Linked DNA regions of Mus musculus: region 1 is linked to region 2. The links are chromatin contacts, called in public HiCAR-type maps. All regions are on one chromosome and are shown on one strand. The core of a region is the stretch at or near the end of the contact, and the rest is flanking DNA. Distances in the headings are between cores, read along the strand shown.

The links. HiCAR-type assays count read pairs that join an accessible place to other places.
Region 1: a HiCAR-type map of fibro-adipogenic progenitors shows a contact between it and region 2, with 3 times the contacts expected there. The contact joins two enhancer-like sites. A contact is called at or near these places in 1 of 484 Hi-C or Micro-C datasets (bone marrow-derived macrophages), 2 of 115 datasets of contacts at active chromatin or transcription factors (embryonic stem cells and fibro-adipogenic progenitors) and 1 of 9 other capture datasets (embryonic stem cells).

What each region holds. Positions count from the first base shown.
Region 1 is chr12:80,032,508-80,037,369 of GRCm38.p6, forward strand. All of the region lies in intron 3 of Gm36660 (a long non-coding RNA gene), which reads right to left. It overlaps Gm36834 (a long non-coding RNA gene), which reads left to right. Exons shown (of 5, transcript XR_381742.3): 4 at 257-346. Among named protein-coding and RNA genes, the nearest start is that of Gm36834, 15 kb to the left of the region's middle. Within about 2 kb of position 2,639, at least 35 of the 459 cell types and tissues checked have an H3K27ac peak or open chromatin away from gene starts, as enhancers often do. A contact at or near this core is called in fibro-adipogenic progenitors, where this site is marked.
Region 2 is chr12:79,886,332-79,890,937 of GRCm38.p6, forward strand. The region is part of intron 1 of Gm46361 (a long non-coding RNA gene); the gene reads left to right. Among named protein-coding and RNA genes, the nearest start is that of Gm46362, 4.0 kb to the right of the region's middle. Within about 2 kb of position 1,355, at least 66 of the 459 cell types and tissues checked have an H3K27ac peak or open chromatin away from gene starts, as enhancers often do. A contact at or near this core is called in fibro-adipogenic progenitors, where this site is marked.

The DNA.
Region 1 (4,862 bases), core at 1,389-3,888, 150 kb after region 2:
GAGGAACTCCCTTCTCTTTGCCCTATGGCTCCCAACTTTCTGGTTTCCTTGAAGTCCTTCGGGTGGAGCTGAGGAGGCCATGTTGGGCTGGGCACATGTCATAGGGGGCTGGGAAGAGGTGGCCCAGGCTTTGCCAGTGCTTTAGGGAGGAGGTTGGCATTCTTGTGAGTCCATTCATCGGCTCAGCTATTTCCTGCCCTGCTTCTGCATGGACTGCTCCACCTGCTCCTACTTAACCATTTCCTGTTTACCACAGGCCTCCTGCCCCTCTGAGCTCCATGACAGCAGGCAGCAGCCCAGCAAGAACTCCGGGATGAACAAGCCAGACCTACTGGAAACTTCAAGGGTAGGCACAGTGCTCTCTTGTAGGTTCTCATTTTTCCTTTTAGCATGCTTAACTGATGTCAGGGGTAGGATGCTTTAGCAGGTCAGCCAACAGAAGACATAGAGGGCGGGAAGCATGACAGGCAGACTCACTACAATGATTGTTACGTCATCTTCTCTTCATGAGAACCATGCTCCTGTAATCCCCGCCCTCCTAGAGGCCCTGCCCCAACTCTCTACCTGTTCAGGACCCGTGCCATTCTGGGAAACACAGGAGCCCCTCTGTTCCTAGTCACTTAAAGGATCCTCTATAACACTAACTTCCTGTGAAAGCAATGCTTGGGAGTTTTTCAACAACAGCTATGGGGATGAAACTCTTAGTTCACCCCAGTCTCAGCAGTATTTCTTTCTACCCCTATAACTTAGGCAAATAATACCAATATCTAAGTCTCCCTCCCTCCTGCCAAGGAATAGAATATCTGGCAAAGTCAAATGACAGAGAGAGTGTATAACATAGGTGACAACTCTTGGTTCAAAATTAAGTGACCTATGCTATTATTCTCTAACTATGTAAAGAAAAAAAGAGTGTTCCGTTATACAAAATGTATTTTAAAATAAACAACAAATTCTTTGCCACCTGCCCCTCTGAAACTATGAGTTGATCTAGAAAAAAATAACAGAAGGTAGAAGGGTTTTTTTCAATATCTGATATCCAATCATCATATGATCTCACTAGGGAGTGGGTGGGAATGGGAAGGGACAGTGAGGAGCAATGTCCACGCAGAGACCTTTGGCTCCATGTGAGGAACCAGAAGGCATATGGAAGGCAGCAGACATGCCCAGAAGACAATGCCTGCTGGCCTCTGCTTCTATAAGCCTTGAGTCCACCTCTCAAGCTCAACATTACATCCTACCTGACCCCAGCCCTTCTCTAGAGCAGAGATTCTCAGCCTGAGGACTTGAGACTTTGGGCTGGAAAGTTCATAGTGTGGGACTCTCCAGTGGCCTACAGGCGACTTAATGACCTCAGAGCCAACACTAGATGCCATAGCACTCCTTCCATTGATAGGTATGATCAAAAAACTTTTTTTTCTGTAGACATTAGCAAAGAATGCCTGCCCCTTATTAAAAACCTCTGCTATAAGCAATTGCATGGGCTCCTTGGTTCCCATACCCATCTTCTTCTCTACCTCCTACTGGACCCTCCTCCCTAACCCTCTCTATAGCACTGGAACATCTCCCCAACATTCATAGGAAGAAGAGTCACCAAGTAGCCCTTTGCGTATCAGGAGCACAGCTTAGCCAAGCTGCTGGCAAGCAGAAACAATTGGTTAACAGAGCAAGAAAAGTCCAGCTCTGGGCCAGGGAGAACCCCAGAAATGGGGGAAGAACTCGAGGCCTCATAAGGTTCCAGAGTTGGCCACAGATGGTATCGTGTGTGCCTTGGCTTCGCCACATCTGCTTGGTCAGTAGCCCATTCTTGGGGCAGCTGAAAAGAAGTCAGGGAACTGAGCCTTGGCTGCCCTAGAAAGTCCAGGCTCTGGGTAAACCCCCGAGAGTGTTCAAGAGGCCTAGGATGAATTGGGAACCAAATAGGGAGCCACACACAGGGCTTGGGATATAAAGCTTCCTTGTGAATAAATTATGTAAGCATTCTCCAGCAAAGGAAAAGACAAGAAGAGAACCGAGGTGTCAAAGGATCTGGGCTTCACAGGGATGGTGACTTTGGAGCACATTTTGTTGCTAAGGAGAAGTTTGCCAGATGGACAGAGAACACTCCTGAGAATGGGCACACACTGGGCATGTGTAGGCAAAGGACCTGGAGGTTGGGGAGAGGCTGACAGGACTGTGTGGCTGGTAGAGGAGCCTTAGTGGATGACAGTGATTTGCCCTCGGGAGACAGGGAATGCGGATACAATGGGAAAGGCTGGCCGGCAGCAGGAGAATGAATGGTAGGTGTGTGGTGCTTCCCCATTCTCAGCATTGAAGTCAGCTAGCAGCTCATATAAGCAGCCCATCTGCCATCCCTGTAACACACCAAGCACACACTGATCTTGGCAAATCCTAGCCCATGACCTTCAGCAACACAAGTTCTGAACACCCTCACTAAGGGCTCACACACAATGAGGGTCAGAGTGGCCCCCACAATCCCTGGGGCCTGGACCACCCAGACACATCTTCCCTCCAGGCTACTCCGAAAGGTCCCCTGGCTGTGAGCCTCACCCTGTCTTCCAGTGCACAAAGGTCAGATGGAACCAGAGAACTAGGCTCAGCCTGAGATGGAGAAGACTCCTCCCCCTGCTGGCCCCACCCCATGAACCTGCCGTATCCCTCCCAGCCCCAGAAAAGGGCTGGACAGTCATCATTTCCAACATGCCTGGGCTGCACCTTTCATGTCTGGTAGCTCTGCTGGGAACTCTAGAACAGCTGAGCCAGCTTTTCAGGACAGGCCAGAGCTCGAGCGGTTGAAGACATTTTTCCCTAGAGGATCTCAAACCTTTTACCAGAAATGGGGGTGACTGAGCTGTGGGAGGGCCCAGAGAAGCAGAATCATAGCCAGGAGGGTGACAGCTTTGGCAGTAGAGTGACTGCTGATGTAAAAGACAACTTCCCAGGGAGACAAAGCCCAAAGGCTAAAACTGCAGCTTCAATGCACTGTATCTGAACTTGAAACCAGAGCTCAATTCTAATAAAAACTCATACAGACGTAATAGGGGTGGAAGTTGCTGGGACTGAGGGAAACATTTCGCCTCCACTTGCCTGCCTTTGGAAGACTTCTGAGAATGCCCCCAAAATGAAGGTCATATGATGCCCTTTGGTTTAAGTCTTGAGTTCTGCATCTGTTCTGTACTTTCAGTCTTTGAGATGACTTATCAAACACACAGCCTGAGTTCTGGGCTGTCTCACCAAAAACATTGATAGGCTACCTTTTGCAGATGAAGACAGCAGACTCCTGATGAAATTTGATTCAAATAAACAGCAGCATAACTTTATATCCCCATGTGATGTTTGGATCAGAGTCATAGGAAAATATTGCTGTTCACCTGAAATTCAGATTTAAACCTCCCTGGCAAACTTAGAGAGAAAACATGTTCACATTTGACATTCTCCACCCATCTCAGCGACTTGTACTCAGAGGAGTTTTCCTTGGGACCGTTTGCTTTTGCTTGTGTGTCTGTATCTCTGTTTTGTGGTGCAAATATAGAACTCAGAACAATGTTAGATAAGCACTCTACCACTGAGCCCAACCCAATTAGCTCTTATCTGCTGAGAGCTGCAAACCCCAGAACACACGTAAATGACTTCGTCCCACTCTGAACATGTCAACATTAAAGCTTCTAGCCTGTACACATCTCTTACTGCCCCTTGTTCTCCCTGGACATTCATCCATTAGTGGTAGGCAGGCTTCAGACAGAAAACCTGCATGTTTCTTAGTGAGTAAAGAAGGCAGGGGATGCTGGAACCAGGCTGCCTACTTTCAAAGTTCATGCCAACTGCAGAGTGACTACAAGGCTTCAATGATTGAGATTAACGTCCCTGTTTACAAATGGGCAATGACATACTCTCTCCATAGGGTTGCCGTGTGAATCAAACAAGAAAGTGACTCTGGTGAAGAAGTTGACTGTTAGTGACCAGGCGCAGTGACTGTACCAGGACAGGGTCAGTGATGAGTTGAAGCTGGCAGTGACTGATGGCATCCACACAGTCTGCTTTGGAAGGCTCTTTCACTAGCCACTCACCAGCATAGTGATCATGTGTACTTCGCACAAACAACAAAGCTATAGCAGCCACAAGGAGGGTTGCCCAGGGGATAGAGAAAACTCTCTGGGAAGCTGTCACCTGTGACACAGTGTGATGCCCAGTGGCTTCCTCTAAGGGCACAGACTGTCCCTACTTCACCAAGGGAATGCAGTCCAACATCTTCCCTGGTCAAGTGTGAATCATGCATCTTTAAAAGGCTGGTAAGAACTGCCCCTTCCTATGATAAAACTAACTGGCTGGTGACGGAGAAAAATACCGTGGATCTTCTTAGAACCCCACGGGTGAATATCTCAAGGAAGAGAGATCTGCTGGCACCCTTCCAACCCCTCTTCTTCCTCCTGAGTCCTAGTAGGGCTTCTTGAGAGACCCTAGTCCCCAAATGAACAATTTACTGAATGGCAGTTCTTAGAATCTATGAAACGTAATAGTTTCCGAGGATCTCCATGAACATTGTCAGTGGGTGCATTTTGCTAAACAGTCACCGACGGGACATTAAATTTGACAAAAGCTCAGAGCCCTAGAAAAATTCCATTTTCTTATAAATACAGTCTTCTTATGGATATATTTTTCCCCCTCTCAAATGTGCTGTTTGAATTAAAATATTTCATTTTTCTTAAGAATGTGTTTACAGAGAATCATAAAGAATACGTTAGATCAAGTACTAAAATATTCTTAATGCATAGTTACTAACGTCTCTGGGCAGATTGCAGCCAGATGTTAATGAAAAAATTCTTCAAGTATATTTCAGAAGATTAAGACAATTTTTGGTAGAATTT
Region 2 (4,606 bases), core at 105-2,604:
GAGCTTAGAGAGTTTGCAGCGTGTTTCTAATGGGATAGTCATCGTCCTGCCTTCTGGCCTGTCATGTTTGTCTGCCTGTCATGTTTTAACTCACAGCTTCCATAAAACCCCCAGAAAACCTTGTTTTCAATCCCATAGCTACAGCTGAGAGCAACCCTTCCCTGTCTTTATACAGTGCTCTGTGATGGTCAAAGCACTTAGCACAAATCACATTTCATAGATGAGGCAATTGACGCACATTAAAGGACTTGCTTTGATTGGCATTGCTGAGACCTGGGACTCCCACCTAAGAGCCCTACTCATTAGACCAGGCTGACTCCCAGGCATCAGAATGAAACAGCAGTGAGAAAGGAAGCCAGGGGCTGGAAACGGCTCTTCAGTTAAGAGAACTTGTTGTTCTTCCAGAGGGCTGGATTTAAGTTCCAGCACCTACATCATGGCTCACAACGCCTATAATTCTAGTTCCTGGGGGCATCCAATGCTGTCTTCTGGCCTTCTTATTCTGTGTACATGGTGTACATACATGCAGGCAAACCATCCAGACATATAAAATACAATTTAAAATGAACAAGAAAAGAGGAGCCAAGCAGTATTTTAATCCTATTTGGAATTCCAAGGAAACCTTGGAAAGAGTATCAGAACTTTGATGGTATTTGTTAGTGTGGCCCAATAGAAGAGTAGATACCTTAACAAACTTTGCACAAGACACATACATCTTGAAATCAAATCGACTAACCTTCTTGGAAATAGCAAAACTTTACACTAGAACTTGGCTTGAATGAAGAGATTCACAGCAAGCCTGAATCCTCATCACCCTTGTAAAATGATTCAGGCACCCCAGCAAAGACCCCAGTGTCTTGCTTGTGCTTGACCATGAAGGTCACCCTTCACAATGGAAGGTTAATACTGACTCCAAAGTGAGCGAGCCACTGTCTCCATCACTGCCACTTACTACAGCCTGTGCTCCGTGTTCCTTGGAAACCTCTTGCCTCAGCTTGGGCTTGACCCAACCCACTTAGAAGGAGGAGAGCAATTTTACAGCCCTGCGTGGAGTGACTCCAAGCCAGTCGTATCTATTTCCAAGTGATCTGACGCAGCAAGCAGATCATGTTTCCTTTGGAGGCTTGGCTGAGAAAAGCTGGGCTGGCAGGTCTGAGCCAGAGTGAATAAAACGACTGTCAAGAAAAATCCCAAATGGCCTCTAAGGAGGGAGGACTAATGAAATGCTCAGGTCAGAGGTGGGGTGCTTTCTGGGGAGATTGTAAAAAGAAAGGAAGATGAGGTGAGCATGTGTGAAATTTGCAAGAGTCAACAATGACAGGGGACGCCAAGCACACTGGCACATGCCCAGAACGTTCCGAGAGCAGGCACCTAGCCTGAAACAACTCTCTCTCATACACACAAAATCTAACTCTTAATTTGAAGCGTACCTTTACTCAGAATTTTTATTGGAATTTCTTACGGTTGGTTACCTGTCCACCTTGCCCCCATCCTGCCAAAGCCAGCAGCGATTCTAAGTGCTTTGCCAAAGACCAACAAAGCCCTGTATTCAATTATTCTTGTCTCAGGGAATAGAAATTAGGGAATTCCAGGAACGGGATGTGGGAACAACTGAGAAGCTAGGCTTCACTTGAGATCCTTGAAAAAGAAATAAATACCTTGTTGTTGGGATAGAAATAGAATTGGGTCTGCACAGATCATTTGAAAGGAGAAGCCAAGTCTTAGGACTGGCTCTAGCCCGCTGACTTTCTGCTCAGGATGATAAGAGCAGACCATTGACCATCAGATCCCACGGGCATGTGTCTGGCTCTTGGTTCTCTTCTTTGGCTGTACATGGGGTATTTTAAAGGGCAAGACACGGGGACAAAGCTGTTTTTCTTGAGCAAGAGGTGTGTGCGTCCAGCTCCACACTTGTCAGTGAAGCCCTTTTCCATCCAAACAGCTTGGCCACTGGATATGGTAGCAGCAAACGGCCACTTCCCCTTGCCTCATGCCCCTGACAGTCAGCTGGCCTGTTTCAGGGCCCTACTGTGTGCCAGTCATTGTCTTGGAATGGAACCAGAATGCCCTTGCCCTTGGTGTCTTGTCTATGTATCTGGACAGGAGACACCTGGGGCAGAAACAGTGTGAGAAACACTGGAGATTTGAGAAGAGGAGCCACCAGAGTAAACATGAGGACAGAAGGGGTCATCCCTAAGGTCTTTATTCTCCTTTAAGGACCCCACATTGATTTCCAAAATATCAATTATCCATTTGTTATTTAGATAGGCTTGGGGTTCAACATGAAGTGGAATATGGAATATAAAAAAGGATTGCAAGGAAAGGGCTCATGTGGCTTAGTAGGTAGAGTGCTTGCCTAGCACGTATGAGGACCTGTGTTGAATTCCCAGCTCGGCAGAAACCATGTGTGGTGCAAGCACACATATAACCCCCGGGTTTGGGGTGGAGATAGAAGCAAGATAATCAGAAATTCAAAGGTCATCCGTGGTTCTAGAGCGGGTCTGAGGTCATGAAACTGTCTGTGGAGCTGGAGAGATGGCTCAGAGGTTAAGAGCACTGTCTGTTTTACAAGATGACTCGAGTTTGAGTCTTAGTACCCACAAGGTAGCTTACATGGGCCTGTAACTCCAGTTCCATGGAATCCAACTCCCTCTTCTGGCTTCTGTGAGCACTAGCTAGGCACACATCCAGTTCACAGATAAAACACCAAACACCCCACCCATACCAGTTCTGAACACAAAGACTAGCACAAACAGCTACTGTGTTTGAACAGTTGTCTCCCATTTGTAGAGTAGAGAGAGAACCAAGAGTGGCCAGATCCCAGAGGGAATCTGCCATAGCCGGTGTGTGTGTGTGTGTGTGTGTGTGTGTGTGTGTGTGTGTGTGTGTGTCACATTCAGGTTGATGTTGGCACAGATGGAAAGGGCAGATGTCAGTGAGAGAGGGAAGATCAAGAGTGGTTTTAAGTTTTCCATTTGGGTATCTGTGGGATAGCAATTTTGTCAACTGACATAAAAGAGACAGGGGAGGAACATGTGAGGCGATTGTCATAGGAGGCAGGGTCATGATAACCAATATGCTTTAGACATGTGTGATTGGAGAGAACCACACAATGCCCAGCTCGAAGTGTCCTGTAGGCATTTGGAAATACATGTGGGAAATTCAGGAAGATGGCTGGGCCTGAGATCGTAGAGCATGGGTGGTAAGTGAAGCCAGCAGAGTAATAAGGTCACTCAAGCAGAACAAACATATCTGAAAGAGCAAACAGAAGCCCAAACCTAGAGAAGACACCATTTGATGCGGCAGCAGCAAAAGACGCTGGGGAGGAGACAGAGGGAGAGATCTAAGAGGTAGGAGGAGGAAAAAGGAGGACTTCCAGCTACTGTTGACAACAGGTCAGGGCAAAGGTCAGTGGGTATAGGAGCTGTCACTCTGGGTAAGCAGTCTGCCCAGTTCTTAGCAGGTTACTCTTACTGGGGAGCACTTAGGGATACTGGGCCATGAGACAAGCGAGCTGTGTCCATCAGGACTTACTTACGTCACCTACCATTTCTAGATGTGGATGAGTGCTGAATGTCCTACCTATGTAGGGAAGGCCTTAGCTTGACCACACCATTAGCTCCTGTCTCTTACTACCTCTTACCAAGAACAGCACTCATGGACTAGATAGGTGAACAGCCCATATATAGAGGTCTGGGTCCAGGTTTCAGAGTTTTAGATGCTGGGGTTAGTCCTCATGTTAATGCTGATCTAGGTCTCTCCTTAGGCTAGCCCCCTTCCTCAGAAACCCCTGCCACATCCAGACCATCTCTAGGGATATCCCCATCTGCCTTCCTTCTTGTCACAATGATGTCTGCATTTACTGTAGTCGCTGAAGTAGACAGAAAAATGGCATGAAAACTTATAGAGAAGACGGTACAGAAAACCTATCGCTGTGAAGACGCTTTAGCTCAAGTGGGGAGAGTTAGATGGGCTAGGTACCCACTCACTCCACAGAGCTCGGAATGCACGTATCTGTAGTGAATCATGAAGGGAGGGGACGCAGCCTGGTCCTCTAGTCTTCCTCCTCCTTGGAATACATAGGTCCCTTCTAGCTGATGCTCTCTGAGGGACAGGGTCATCTGTCTTGTGTACTTTTCCAAGGTATCCTTCCTCCCTAAGAAAGAACAGGCCAGGCCCGAGCAAAGCATATTGAGACACCCCGACATCGAACACTCCTCGGCCTCCCTGGTCTCATTGTCCACAGCTAAATCACTCTGACCTCCAGGCCATTATTATCAATGGAGTCCTTTTCCATTTCTTCATGGGCTGGTCAAGACTACTTAGGAAGGGGACATACAAGATGCAGTCACTTTACTAAACGAATCCAAAGCAAAACCCAATGGAGACCCCACCACTATGTACACATGGAAACTCAACTTTTAGGGGTCCTGCTTTGGAGGCTCAGTGAAACCTCCTGGAGACAGAAAAAGCCTGGAACAGCTTTTTAAGAACTCTCTGAAGCCAGACGCGTTTTTCTCTCTCCTCCTTGCTTCTCTTGGTCTAGGAGGCTGCTGGCCTGCTTCCCGTCTTGCCCCCACTTCTCTAGTGCCCAGAACCCCTGCTG